2 separate regions of the Zea mays genome follow, and region 2 is linked to region 1. A link is a contact called in public Hi-C data. All regions are on one chromosome and are shown on one strand. Each heading gives the region's core, a stretch centred on a gene start, on an enhancer-like site or on the middle of the called end of the contact. The rest is flanking DNA. Distances are from core to core; before and after follow the strand shown. Region 1 holds the start of LOC100282785. Region 2 has its middle 5.4 kb from the start of LOC100275469.

What was found. Hi-C and Micro-C count contacts between places; a contact is called where the count stands out from the background.
Region 2: a contact with region 1 is called in a Hi-C map of leaf, with 6 times the contacts expected there. The contact joins the enhancer-like site here to the promoter of LOC100282785 in region 1. A contact is called at or near these places in 2 of 25 Hi-C or Micro-C datasets (leaf and tassel).

The regions. Positions count from the first base shown.
Region 1 is chr1:32,493,679-32,500,559 of Zm-B73-REFERENCE-NAM-5.0, forward strand. LOC100282785 reads left to right here and starts at 5,563. Exons shown (of 5, transcript NM_001155691.2): 1 at 5,563-5,826; 2 at 5,946-6,079; 3 at 6,174-6,277. The coding sequence starts at 5,959. It overlaps LOC103633413, which reads left to right and starts at 785. Exons shown (of 5, transcript NM_001368826.1): 1 at 785-939; 2 at 1,088-1,225; 3 at 1,323-1,426; 4 at 2,385-2,516; 5 at 2,678-2,958. The coding sequence starts at 1,105. The coding sequence ends at 2,704.
Region 2 is chr1:32,731,531-32,738,199 of Zm-B73-REFERENCE-NAM-5.0, forward strand. No RefSeq gene overlaps it. Among protein-coding and RNA genes, the nearest start is that of LOC100275469, 5.4 kb to the left of the region's middle. Within about 2 kb of position 4,716, at least 18 of the 20 cell types and tissues checked have an H3K27ac peak or open chromatin away from gene starts, as enhancers often do. A contact at or near this core is called in leaf and tassel, where this site is marked.

The sequences.
Region 1 (6,881 bases), core at 4,313-6,812:
TTCCTAATATTATGCTCACCACTATCTCAACTTTTCTAGCCTTTTCATCCATAGGAAAATCAACTAAAACGCACAGACACGGATATATACAAACTCACATCCATAGGCTAATCTGAAGGTGAAAAAACATAGAAAAGAACTAGGAATAGAATAGGTTATTGATACTAATCTTAAAAATATAAAAGTTAAAGTAATAGTGGAACGAATGAGCCTCTAACTTAACATAGAAAATAACGAAGAATAGAATATGTTACTTATACAGATACTAAAAATATAAAAAGATACAATAATAGTGGAACGAATGAGCCTGTAAGAGCACCTTCAAGAGTATTTTTAAATTTCACTCTCTAAATTATCATTTGGAGAGTCATTTATATTAAAACCACTTTCTATATATTTTCAATCTCCAACGGTAAAATATCTATTTATATAGATTATGAAGGATATAAAGAGTCTCTTGGAGTTGCTCTAACTGATATAGTTGTCGTCCAGGGTTAATCTCATTTTACTTATCCATAATTTAGAATATTAGTATAAATATAGATAGAGAAGAAATTAATTATCAACAAAAAAAATCATACAATGTATATCGTTCTATATCTTTGTTTCGTACAATTTTTTTTTTGCGCACCGCACCGCACGGACCTAGTTAAGGAGATAAACCAATTAGCCGCTGCACATGCGTACAGGGCAACAGGCCCGTCACCAGTTTGGAACAAGAAGGCCCATTAAGGGCCCAACTAAACCAGCCAGATATATATTACTGCGAAGTAACCCTAACCGCCAACAGTCTCGGCCTCTCCTCCCGGCTTCCTCACACGGCACTCCAGCCGCTAGCCCTCACTCAACCAGACAACCAGTACACCACCGCCACCAAGCCCGGGCCGAATAACTCTGCCGGGCAACCGCCGCCCTTCGCCGGCAAAGAACGCCCACCAGGTATTCCCACCCATCTCGTCCCGGTCTGCAGTGCGAAACTGACTTTTCAAACCCTAACATCAAGTTATTTGGCTGTTTCATGCTTATTTACCTTCTACCTTTTTGCTGAAAAACTATGGTGGTATTTACGCCCATCTCCCTCTACTAGATCCACCCCGGCCTGCTATGGAGTCCGCGGTGAACCCGAAGGCGTACCCGCTGGCTGATGCGCAGCTGACGATGGGTATCCTCGATATCATCCAGCAGGCCGCCAACTACAAGCAGCTCAAGAAGGGAGCGAACGAAGGTACCGTACCAATACCTTGTGCACGTCTCCTGACCTGTACTCTGTTAATTCTGGGGTTTATACTTATTCAATTTGTGTCTTTTGTGTTTGCGCGCAGCGACGAAAACCCTGAATAGGGGGATATCGGAGTTCGTTGTGATGGCGGCGGACACGGAGCCTCTCGAGATCCTGCTCCACCTCCCCTTGTTAGCCGAGGATAAGGTACTGATTTTTTCTCTCTCCTCTTTTGTTTTGTAATGTAGTGCTGTGTGATTATTGTTTTTTTTGGATTATAGTGTTTTTTGTTATTAGATCTTTTTCTGTGTGATAAGGTAGGTAGTTTGGACGCCACTATCTGTCATGTTGGTTGTGAATACATCATATTATCAGGCGCATCTTTGCCACATAACTCTGGATGCAGCTGAAGTTGTCTTGACTGCCCTTTATTTACTGTTACATGGAAAACAAGAATTTGTTGTATTGTGAGTGACAATGAACGTCGTTGACTGCTTAAGCTACATAGGATTTATTATTTGCTTTGATTGAAATGAAGCCAATCTTTTGATGATAAACATCGTGGATACTTGCAACATTATGTTGTCAGATACTGTCTTACTATGTCCACAAACTAATTACTTCAACTATGTTTCTCAGATACTCCCCACGTTAGAGAATATAATGCTCATTTTACATCGTTTTCAGCTAACATTTTTTCTATTAGCATATACTTTTTGTGTCGCGAGGTTGATATCATGAGATACGTACCCAAAACGTTTTTTATGACTAACATTTGATAACATAATAAGATACTTATGCAGTAATTGTTGGTTAATTTTGTCATAACAAAATGGAATATATCTTTCAAGGGGTTTGAATTGAAATGCCTCAAAGCCAGGAGTTTTTTTTTACAAATTTAGTGCTAGCAGGTTAGATGCTGTTGAGTAACAGATATGCAATGATAGTTCAATTCAGCCCGGCAATGCAGTCATGTTAGTTGATTTGGCTTGTGTTTAGTTAGTTCTACATGATTCTTTGTGCTCTCTTTATCCTGCTTGGTTGATGACCTACTTGTACACTTAATGTTAGCATACATAATGACTATGGCAGCATTCATCATTGGATCTTATGCAAACAAAAAGATTCACCATTGGCTAATAAATTTGCCTTATGGTATGTGCAGAACGTCCCATATGTATTTGTTCCATCGAAACAAGCTCTTGGCCGTGCTTGTGGTGTGACAAGACCCGTCATTGCTTGCTCAGTGACCAGCAATGAGGGTAGCCAGCTGAAACAACAGATACAGGGTCTCAAGGTACTTAATGTTCTGTCATGTAGCACTTGTTAATACTTTATATTTTAGTGTTTTTATATATGAATATTATGATTGTGTAATATTTATACGCTGTTTAATAGCCTTATCGTCATGTTCTTGTATACATCTGTGTAGATTAATCAAATTTAATGAAATTACAGGACTCGATTGAGAAGCTTCTCATCTGATTTACCTAAGATCTTTCAGTGTGATGGGCCTCGGCGACACATTTTTCAGAGGCTTGGACTGGTGATGGTGTCTTGTTTACATTACGCTTTCCAAACTATATTTGAACACTGCTAAGTCAATCATATTTGAATTGTGCTTCACTTTATATTTGTGATTGTCATGTATCCTCAAGATGCCTCTGTATCGTGGTGGCTGGTTTCTGTTCTGGATCCGACCACATCATTGTGATGGCTGATTGCTATGTTTTTGAGTATTGGATCGTTCCCATCGATTAACTTCTGTGATGACGAATCAGCGCAAATAAAGTCACTTATATGTGATCACGAGCAGCGCAAATAAAGTTGTATGTGGGGGCATAAATAACTGAACTGAAGAATTGGTTCATTAGAACAGCCCCAGATCGCAGGTAACAAAAACATTCTGGTTCCTACACTCGGATAACTTGGTAGGGAACCAAACTGGATACAAAGCAGCCTGGCCTGGGCGGTTGATTGCTTGGCTGTATACTTTTGGTCCTGGCATAGTTCGCCAGTTGCAAAATGCTCTGTAGTGTTCGTTCGGTTAGTCTGGATTGGATTGGAGGGCAGGAACCATTCCAGCTACAATGTAATACAAATGTGTGAACCATTCTAACCCTAAACTATTCTAGGCACTGGTTCCGGAGCAATCAAGCGGGGCCTTCGGCAGCCTAGGAACTACTGTTCCAGGCCGAGATTCAGTGCATCCGGGTGTGTCACTCTTTCCAGGCAGAGAACTGTTCCAGGCCGGGATTTAAAGGCCTGTTCGGCAGGCTAGGATTGAAGAAGGCTGTTTTATAAACACAGAACATATTTGAACAATCTGACACTGCTGCTTTATAAACGCAGTGAATAATCAACCAATCTGACAGTCCATCATTCTTTCTACCATAGGATAGCATGCTGCCGAGACAATCTGGCAGTCTTGCTACCAAAATAAGACAATCAAGAAACATAGAACAATCTTGATAGACTGACATCTTCAACACATGCGCTAAGAAGAAACAGAACATATGTGTTGCGAAGAAACATCACTTTAGAACTAAGCATATCATTTCAAAATAAGAAACCTCAACATATGCTAAGCATCACCGATTAATCACCCAAACCTGTCCAAACAAATGGAACAATCAGATTGGAAGATAAAGGCCCAAGTGAATATGGTTAAGTGGAAGGTAAAGACATAAATATTATACTCTTTCCGTTTTTTTATTTGTCGCCATTTAGTTTAAAAATGAACTAGGGACGATAAATATTCGAGAACGGATGTTGTACAATGCTAAACCATCTCATTTCATAGCAGAGGCAATCAACATCTGTAGCTGGTGGCTCAGGACCTCGTATGCACCTCAACCTGGCCATGTATCCATTTCTACTGTGCAGTGCAGTAAGAAACATAAAGAGGCAGAATTCCGTTGCCATTGTCATGGCTAAAGGCTTAAAGTAAGACACTTCATCTAAATGCAAAGGCAGCTAGCAGGGCATATTGTAAAACCAGTAACGGTGACCAGTGTTTGGCGTCCGCCTTAGCATTGGGGGGAGAGATAAACGTGTCACTGAATCTGAATCTATGCCTGTTTTTCTCATGAACAATGCTACTACTACTACTGCTGTTGCACTACTGCATCAATGAAGCAGTTCAGTAAACAATGCTACGGCCGTGACGAGAAGCGCCGCCAGAACATACACAGGTGCCTGAAAACACGTAATCCACGGAGCAGATGGTTTCTTGAATCCAATACTCTGCAGCACCAAGATTTGTCTTCTTCTACAGATCAATACTCTGCATACACAGCTGGCTGCAGCTTAACGCAAAGAGATGCAAACTGGCGCAAACACTCTTTTACTTCCAATTGGTTTTGGAATATGAGCTCCAAGCAAACTCATCCCTCAAGCTTACTCACCTACAAAAAAAATTCAAAGTACACCGTTGCAATTACACAAAATGATGAGTAATTCAGGGTCATCTTGCTACAAAAAAGCAAAACTAGCAACATAGAGCACGCACACTACTGATTTACCCTTTCCTTTTTAATTTTTTGACTGTACTTCAAACTGATGGTCCCTTGATTTTTTTGTATCTTTTCCTGGTGCTACTGTCTTCTTGGTTATCGTCTCTGTCCTACTACCTACCTATCTCTGTTGATGCATCTCTATGTCACTATGTGATTCTAACAACCAAGATGCACACGTGCCCTCTGTTCAATACACCACAAAAAGTTGAGTCAATCCTATTTTTCCCTGGTAAGAAGGTGCACTTGCAATCTCAGAAATGACGGTACAAAACCTCACATAATAAAATTCCGTTTATTTTTCTTCTCATTTGCAGACACAGACACACCTTGAACCAATGCTTCAGCTTTTCCTTGCTCCAAAACTATCAGTACCTCTTACATAAAATCACATGCTTCACTGTCAATGCAACAAATTAAAGGCCTATTTGAATCCCATGAACTAATTTAGCCACTTTGTGAGCTAAAAATCCAAACATAAAGAGCTAAAAGTAACTAAAATGGTAAAAGATATTCTTTTAGTCATTTTTAACTCTTTCTGTTTCAATATTTAGCTTCTAGAGTGACGAAACTTGCTCTAGCTCAAGGGATCCAAACATGCCCTAAGTAGTTGTGTTCTCAGCTTTTAGTGCAACGTGGTTAGATTTGTCAGGATTATATCTTCTTCTTCAAATAGAACAATCTTATACACATTATTTACATCAATGTGTATACAAATTACAATCATTTCTATCCATGATGTAGCGCAGGTAAATGGGTTGATCCCAGATCCCACATTGATAGTCTTCTTAGTATAAACTCATGTATGCGGACTGGCCCAACTCAGACAAGAGCGCGGCAACACCGCGCATATACATGGAATGAGAAGGGCTCAGCTACAGCCAAGCGAATAAATATACTGTGAATTAACCCTAACCTAACCGAAGCGTCCGCCTCCCACACACGGGACTCCGGCCGCGAGAACCCGCGACTAAGCCAGGACGCGGGACGCCACAGCCACCGGCCTCAGCATCCGCCTAGGACGAATAACCCTTCTAGGCTGCCGCCGCCGCCGTCCTTAGCTCATATTGTTGCCGGCGAAGAGCGCCCCAGGTATTCCCAGCCCCTTCTCTTTCCTGTCCGCTGCGCAAAACTGAATTCTCGAACTCTCAACCTCAAGTTATTTGGCTACTTCTAACTTTTTGCAAAAAATTATCGGGTCCCTTTACTAGATCCGCCCCTGCTATGGAGTCGGCGGTGAACCCGAAGGCGTACCCGCTGGCTGATGCGCAGCTGACGATAGGTATCATCGATATCATCCAGCAGGCCGCCAACTACAAGCAGCTCAAGAAGGGAGCTAACGAAGGTACCGTGCCAATCCCTTGTGCACGTCTCCTGACCTGTACTCTGTTAATTCTGGGCCTTTCTTACTCAACTCGAGTCTTTTGTGTTTGGCGTAGCGACGAAGACCCTGAACAGGGGGATATCGGAGTTCGTAGTGATGGCGGCGGACACGGAGCCGCTCGAGATCCTCCTCCACCTCCCCTTGCTAGCTGAGGATAAGGTGCTTATAATTTGCCCTTTGTTTCACGTACACTAGTGCTGTGTGTGATTATTGTTTTGTTTTTGCCCTTTGTTGTATTGTTAGTGAGAATGAACGGTCCTTTGTTAACTGCTTAAGTTATAGAGGATTTCTTAGTTGCTTCGAATGCAATGAAGCCAATCTTTTGAGTTATGGATGCTTGCAACATTGTTGTCAGATACTCATTGTGTGTGACTCTGACAAAAAAATAATTACTTCAACTGTGTTTCTTAGTTAATTTCTTATTTAATTAACTGTAAATGGTACTCCCTGCGTTTGAAAATATATTGCTCAATTTGCATTCCCTTCAATCAACAATTTTTCCATTAGTATATAATTCTTGTGCTGCAAGGTTGGTATCATTAGATTCATATTCAAAACCTCTTTCTTATGTTTATACTTTTTGACAACACAATAATATATTTATAGAGTAATTGCTGGTTAAATTCTGCCATAACAAAATGAAACATACCTTTTTTTTAAAAAAATGAGAGGGGTATGAACCCTCAATGCCTAGGAGTTGAATTTCTTGTGAATTTAGCGCTAGCAGGTTATATTTCGTTATGTAACAGACATGTAGTGACAA
Region 2 (6,669 bases), core at 3,466-5,965, 240 kb after region 1:
GCTAGTGGAGGGGGGGGGGGGGCTTTGATGTTTCACAAAACCTGCAGCATTTCTGTTGAATGACACTATGACAGTAGGCCACGAACAGCAGACGCAGATGCCGGTCCCACGGTGCAGTGAGCGTGGCACGTGCGATGCCACAAAGATCTCACGCCCCGATTAGGTTTGTACTGTAGCGCGAATCTGGAGGACAGGGACCGACTGGCGTAGGCCGGCAACCGCCAAACTGACGCCAGCCACCGGATGGGGATGCCGGCAGTGCCGCTGGGCCGCATCGGGCCGTCCGTCGGTTTCGGCGCTTTGAACGCCTGGCAAGGACGCGGAGAAAGCGCCGCCGCTTTGCTTTCCTCCGGCATTTTGCCGGGTCCACCGGCCGGCGCCTGGCGCAAGCGCCACGCGGGATTTTGCTCTGCTAGCTTTTCTTCTTCAAAGACTCGTGCCAAAAGAGTGTCTGCCCACTTTATCTGAACGAAGGCTGTAGCACATCACCGCCAAAAGCAATGCAAAGGCGCTGGAGTTCGTGATGATCAGATCCGATGCACCGTGCACGAATGGCCATGGCGAAGTTGAGCTGCTACGTACTGTTTTCGCATAACTAGAGATGAATTCTAATCGGATACATAGAAACGAATCGAGGTATTACTATTTAACATATTTTAATTTGAATATGAATATAGACATTATAAATATAGAAATACAAAATAGATAGTTTGAATTCAAAACACATTCAGGTACTTACTTGATTTAGAACATAATGTCGTAACGAGTATCACTTTGTTTTATTAATGAATTTATAGTTGGTACAAAAATCATATTATAAGCAAAGTATGAATACAGTACATAGATGCCTTATGAGCATATTCATTATTATATATGTTATTTAATAATAAGAATATATGTTAAGCTTACAAACATATGCTATACTTCAAACTTACAAAATCTTTTTAGACTTTTATGTCATGCTTTTATCATCAAGATACGTGTCTATATATGTCAAATTTTAGTTTTTTTTACCATATCTACATATTATTTTACAGTTTCTATAAATAAGTATCTAGTAATACATTCAAGTGATATAAAATAGTAAATTTGCCAAGAAATTTCAATCTATCATTCAAATTAAATGGATACCCTATATGGATGTGTGCACCAAAACGTAAATGAAAATAATGATGAAATTAATGTATATAGTGTGGAGTGGAGAGTTGTAGTTGCATGTTTATGAAACTTAGTTGAGATATTTTTCATTTATGAACACTTTGACACTAAAAAACTGCAAAATCTTCTAAAACTTTTATGTCATGTTTTTATCATCAATTATGTGTCCACATCAACTTGCAGAGTTTTTTAGCACCTTTACATATTCTATATCACTATATAATCCACCACTTTAAACTTTGCAAAACTCACCCAAACAAATCACCCCACACCCATAGCATCTACTAAATCCACCAAACAAAATGCATCCAAACTTAACACACTGTCAAAACCAACAATTCAAATCGTTGGATAACCACATCTCCCTTAATCAAAGTCAATGGACAATATTATTTGAATCATTCATCATCCCTTCCCACTGTCGGTCTGTCGCCATCAACCCCTCCCCTTGAGGCGGCGCCACCGCCATCAACCCCTCTCTAGAATCGTAGTGTTAGCATAGACTATACGCTAGTCTTTTACATGTTCTATAAAATAATGTGATGTCTTCTCGATCAGCTCGGTGTCATATGCATCGGTTTTGCTGGTGATGTATCCTTTAAAGCGTGCACCACATAGATGGTAGTGAGCATGCTATAATAGTACTTGATATTAAGTTGCATGCACCAACCAATACAACCTAAAAGCTTAAGCTAATATGAAGATATGGACAATTCACTTATATTATATTCTAACACTCTCCCTCACGTCGAGCCTCTTTTGGGTCTCTAACGTGGAATATACGAGCGAGCAACAATTATTTTATTTAATTGTGCTAACCAGGACTGGAACTCGAGACTCTGGCTCTGATACCATATTAAGTTACATGCACTAACCAACACAACCTAAAAGCTTAAGCTGATAGGAAGATGTGGGAAATTCACTTATATTATATTCTAACACTTGGTTGCCATTGAATAACTTCTCTAAAGCTTGGACGGTGAAGAGGGGGTTGGTGGTGGAGCTTGATAACACCATGAGATTAATTTGTGAAGATGGCTCCGATTATCATGAAAAAATAGAGGCGATGTGTTATCATCCTGAGAAGTATCAGTGTCTAAACTTTGACTACTCTAGATAGTTATTGATTGTATGGTAAGTACAGAAAAGGTCTTTACTTATACAGCCCGGTGTACGAGAGAATAATATGAACCTAAGAATTCTAACCGAATAAGATTAGAATTGTTACAAAACAAAACTCATCTATACCATGGTGTAGCTCCTAGTATATCATAACCTCACATTTCGAATAGAGAAAGCGTAGGTAGAAGAGAAAAAAAACATGAATGCAGGTACCCCCATCGTTAGGTTAAATTAAAGGTGTGAACGCTTTAGTTCTTACCGGAAAGGGAAATTGTATAGTAAACATAACATGCTTTTAGAGCATCTCCAAAAGACTAGCTAAATAGCTTGTCAAGCTAAATTTTAGCTACTTAATAGCAAAATTGTTTTCCAACAGGTTAGTCATTTAACTTGTCGAGCTATCCGGCTCTCTAAATTGACTTCCAAGCTAGCCAAATTTGGCTAGCAACTCTTGCTAGCCAAGTTAGCTTGTATTTTGAAGAGTCTGTTGGAATGAGATGTTATATATATAGTTTAATCTTTATAGAAAGACAAATAAAGAGTCAATTAGAGAGTAAAAAATAAAGAGTCTCTTGAAGATGCTCTTAGGTTCTATCTCTATCCAACAGCTTACCTATCTCCATCTCTATATTCAAACTTTACTCTAATATTAGTAGAGTCTACAATACAAAAAAATATTTTGTAAGACAATTACATGTACATGTCAACAGACAGGTAAATGATCTGTTCTTTACCACTAGCCGAAGCCCAAGCATCACCTTTACACCTGCTTGCTGATGGGATTTCGATAAAAAAAAAGCTAGAATTCTTTAGAGAAAGTGATGTGGTGATGATCCTTTTGGGTGGCTGTTCCCCCAGCGGGGAAGAGACGATCGCGATCTACCGTGAGCATCGTGGAAACCATGTGGGCTCACGATAAGGTGAATATCTCTTCTTTTATTCGAGGATAGGCGGTTGAAGATTTGTTAAGGCGCCGACCAAGTTGAAAAGTGGGGAAAACTTGCAACGAAATATTCCTGCTGCAGAAAAGCTAAGTTAAAAACTATGGAACCGGTACGGTAAAAGAAGCTACACCTAGCTATATTAATTAATGATAGCAGCGCCGAGGGTTTTTCTGTGTGGCTTTGACGAATTCAGCTTGTAAAAGAGAGAAGCAAAACATGAGAAGCCCGCCTGGAATAAAGTGGTTTTCGTTGGGCACCCAATTTTGGTGCAGTTTGTCAAGGTCAAGTTTAATTAAGGTTGCTTTATTAGTTAGAATGCATCCAATAAGGTACTCCTATTTTGCTAGTCTTATTTTCATACTAATTCAGTATAGCGCTGTTTTTCAGTTATATGTATAGGCAGTATGCATGTTTCAAACTCATTCAGAAGTGTATGTTTCAAACTTGGCATACATCTACGGGCGCGCCAAGTTTTAGAACGCCTTGTAGCGCCGAATTACGATTTTATCCGGACGAGCTCTCTCAAGTTTCCACCGCTTGCCATCTTATTTTATTTGGGTAAGCTATAGCAAGCGCGAGCGCGACCTCGGCCAGATCTTTTCTTGGGTTCTCCTCCAAGTGGGCGTATATCCAACACATGCATGTTGCAGGTCAAACAACCTCTCCATGGGCGGCGCTCCTGAAAATCTCTTACGGCCAGTTGGCAGTTGCCCGTTTATTTTTTCTGCTGATGACGAGATCAACGAGGCTAGTAGTAGTAGTAGTATAAACAACCTGGTCATCATTAGCCGCTCCAGGCCTTTCCAAACTTAGTTAATGTTCTCGAACCATCTAGTAGCGGCATCAACAGCAACCACCCGGGCCTTTAGAAGAAGCAGTACTGTTTCGCCCATGGCGTGTGTGTGCTCTCTTTGGAACGTCATATGTATGCTAGCTAGCGCTGAAGCCGTCCCCGTGAGATGGATGGATCCATCATCAGAATGTTATTCTGAGGCGAGCTAGAGAGAAGGTAGTGGCGTTGATGGATGGAGAGGGAGAGGGGCCCTTGGAATTTAGAACGATGATGATGAGCTAATTAGGACAGCTACGTCTAACTAATCTGGCGAGGGGTGGAGACGCAGACGCCATTGTATATCTGCTGACGCCGAGGCATATCATCATTTGCTCTTAAAACACGATCGACTTGCCAGTATAAATAAAACACGAAGGTGGTTTGGCACTAGCTAGCTAACTTGAACGTGTGTGTGTGTGTGTGAGCTACGATAAATATCGCCCGGCCATGGCGTGGTCGCATTCAGCCCGTCACAGCTCTTGGTCCGGCACAGACGGCGGCGGGCCATCCAGAGCCATAAGTTGGATTTTTTTTCTGCCGTACGTGACCTGCACCGGCACCGCGTCAGCTACCATTTGGTTTGGTGGCTCCGGAGAAAGCTGTGGAATTGTCGGGTGGTTTTCTGCGTGGACGGGGCCTTTTCGCTCGCCGCCATCGGCCATCCATCTGGGCCTGGGCCCTGGGGTGAGCGAGCGAGGAAAGGAACCGCATGTGACTGATCGCCATGCCGTGCTGCTGCTCCAGGTTTCTAGGCGTGCGAACGTGCGAGATGTGATATCATTGGCATTGGCGGCAAAATGTACAGGCCACGGTCGTCTGGCCAGGCCTCCTGTCCATGTAATTAAAAAAAAAAATCTCATGGTTGTAGCACGCACGCACGCACTGTATCGTCCGTGCTTTGACTTGTGGAAGGCCCACGCACGCCCATCAGCATGTGCACCACCAGAACGCTTATACTGGATTACTGGCTACTCGCTCGCTCCTTCGGTGGTTCTCCTTCCAATACGCGCGCATCCAGCTCTTTGCAGCCGTAGAACTTGCACGTGAAATTTCTTTAATCAGTACTCCTATTGCAGTCAACAATGGAACGCAATCGTGACCTCTGAATTTCAACCTAGTTTAGTCAGAAGTCGGCGGACCTCTCCCGTCTCCGGCTAAAAAAGCGTATGCGCGTCAGCTAACTTGCATTTTTGACATTTCGTGTCGCCAATAGTATACCACACAGGCGTTTACTTCAGAGATACTAGTTGGATGGGCCTTCTGCTGAGCCTGATGAGCGCCGACCATTGCATCACGTCCACAGCATCTTGGCCAAGTTGCGCGATGAGCTACGTAACAAACAGCTCGCGCCGGTTCATAGATCACAAGCCAAAAAGGACCTCGCGGGCCGTGGCGGCAGCTTTTTTTTATGCCGCCCCCGCTGCCCCACCGTCCCGGTCCGGCCTTTGACGGTGGCGCTGTGTGGCTGCTCCTCCTCTGCTCGTGCCGCGCCGTCCGACGAAATACTGGCGCTGCCCTGTGCCCCTCGTCGGACGCGGTCGGCAGGTTTTAATTAGCAGTCGGCCGGCGCCGGGGGATCGTTCACTTCTTAATGGAAAATGCAGTTGGTTAAGTTCGGCCCAAGGGAAATGAATATATACTTTCACCGATAAACTTGCTGCCGCTCACTGCTTCCTGCCAAGATGGACGCGCCAACGACGGCACGAACGCGGGCGATGCTCGCGCCAACCAGCACGTTCCGTCGGCCCACCAACATTAAAAGACAATAAATCTTTTTCATATGTGCCATTACATGAATTTGTAATTATTTATAATCTATTAAATATGTCGAGTGGCTGTAGATGGTATTTTTTATGAATTATTTTGACATTTATCCCACTTCCCGTAATTATTTATAATCTATTAAATTTGTAATTATTTATAATCTGGCTAGCCCAGATGGGTCGAGCGCGAGGGCGAGCGCGAAGGGGGAAGGAGCGAGGCGGCCGGAGACCGGCGTGAGAGAGGTGGGAATCCCGCGGCCTTCGTGTTCGTCCCGCGCCCAGGTCGGGAGCGCTTGCAGTAGGGGGTTACAAGCGTCCACGCGGGAGAGGGAAGCGAGCGGCCCCAAGAGAGCGCCTGTCTCGTCCTCGTCCCCGTGCGGCCAACCCTCTCTAAGAGGGCCCTGGTCCTTCCTTTTATAGGCGTAAGGAGAGGATCCAGGTGTACAACGGGGGGTGTAGCAGAGTGCTACGTGTCTAGCGGGGGAGAGCTAGCGCCCTAAGTACATGCCGATGTGGCAGCCGGAGAGATTTTGGCACCCAGCTGGTGTGATGTCGTGGCCGTCGGAGGAGCGATGGAGCCTGGCGGAGGGACAGCTGTCGGAGCGGTTGAGTCCTTGCTGACGTCCTCCTGCTTCCGTAAGAGAGCTGAGAGCCGCCGTCGTCACAGAGCATGCGGGGCGCCATCATTGCCTATCTGGCGGAGCTAGCCAGATGGGACACCGGTCTTGTTCTCTGCGGCCCGAGTCAGCTCGGGGTAGGGTGATGATGGCGCTTCCTGTTGACGTGGCTGGCCTGCGCCCTAGGTTGGGCGATGTGGAGGCTCCTCCGAAGCCGAGGTCGAGTCTGTCTT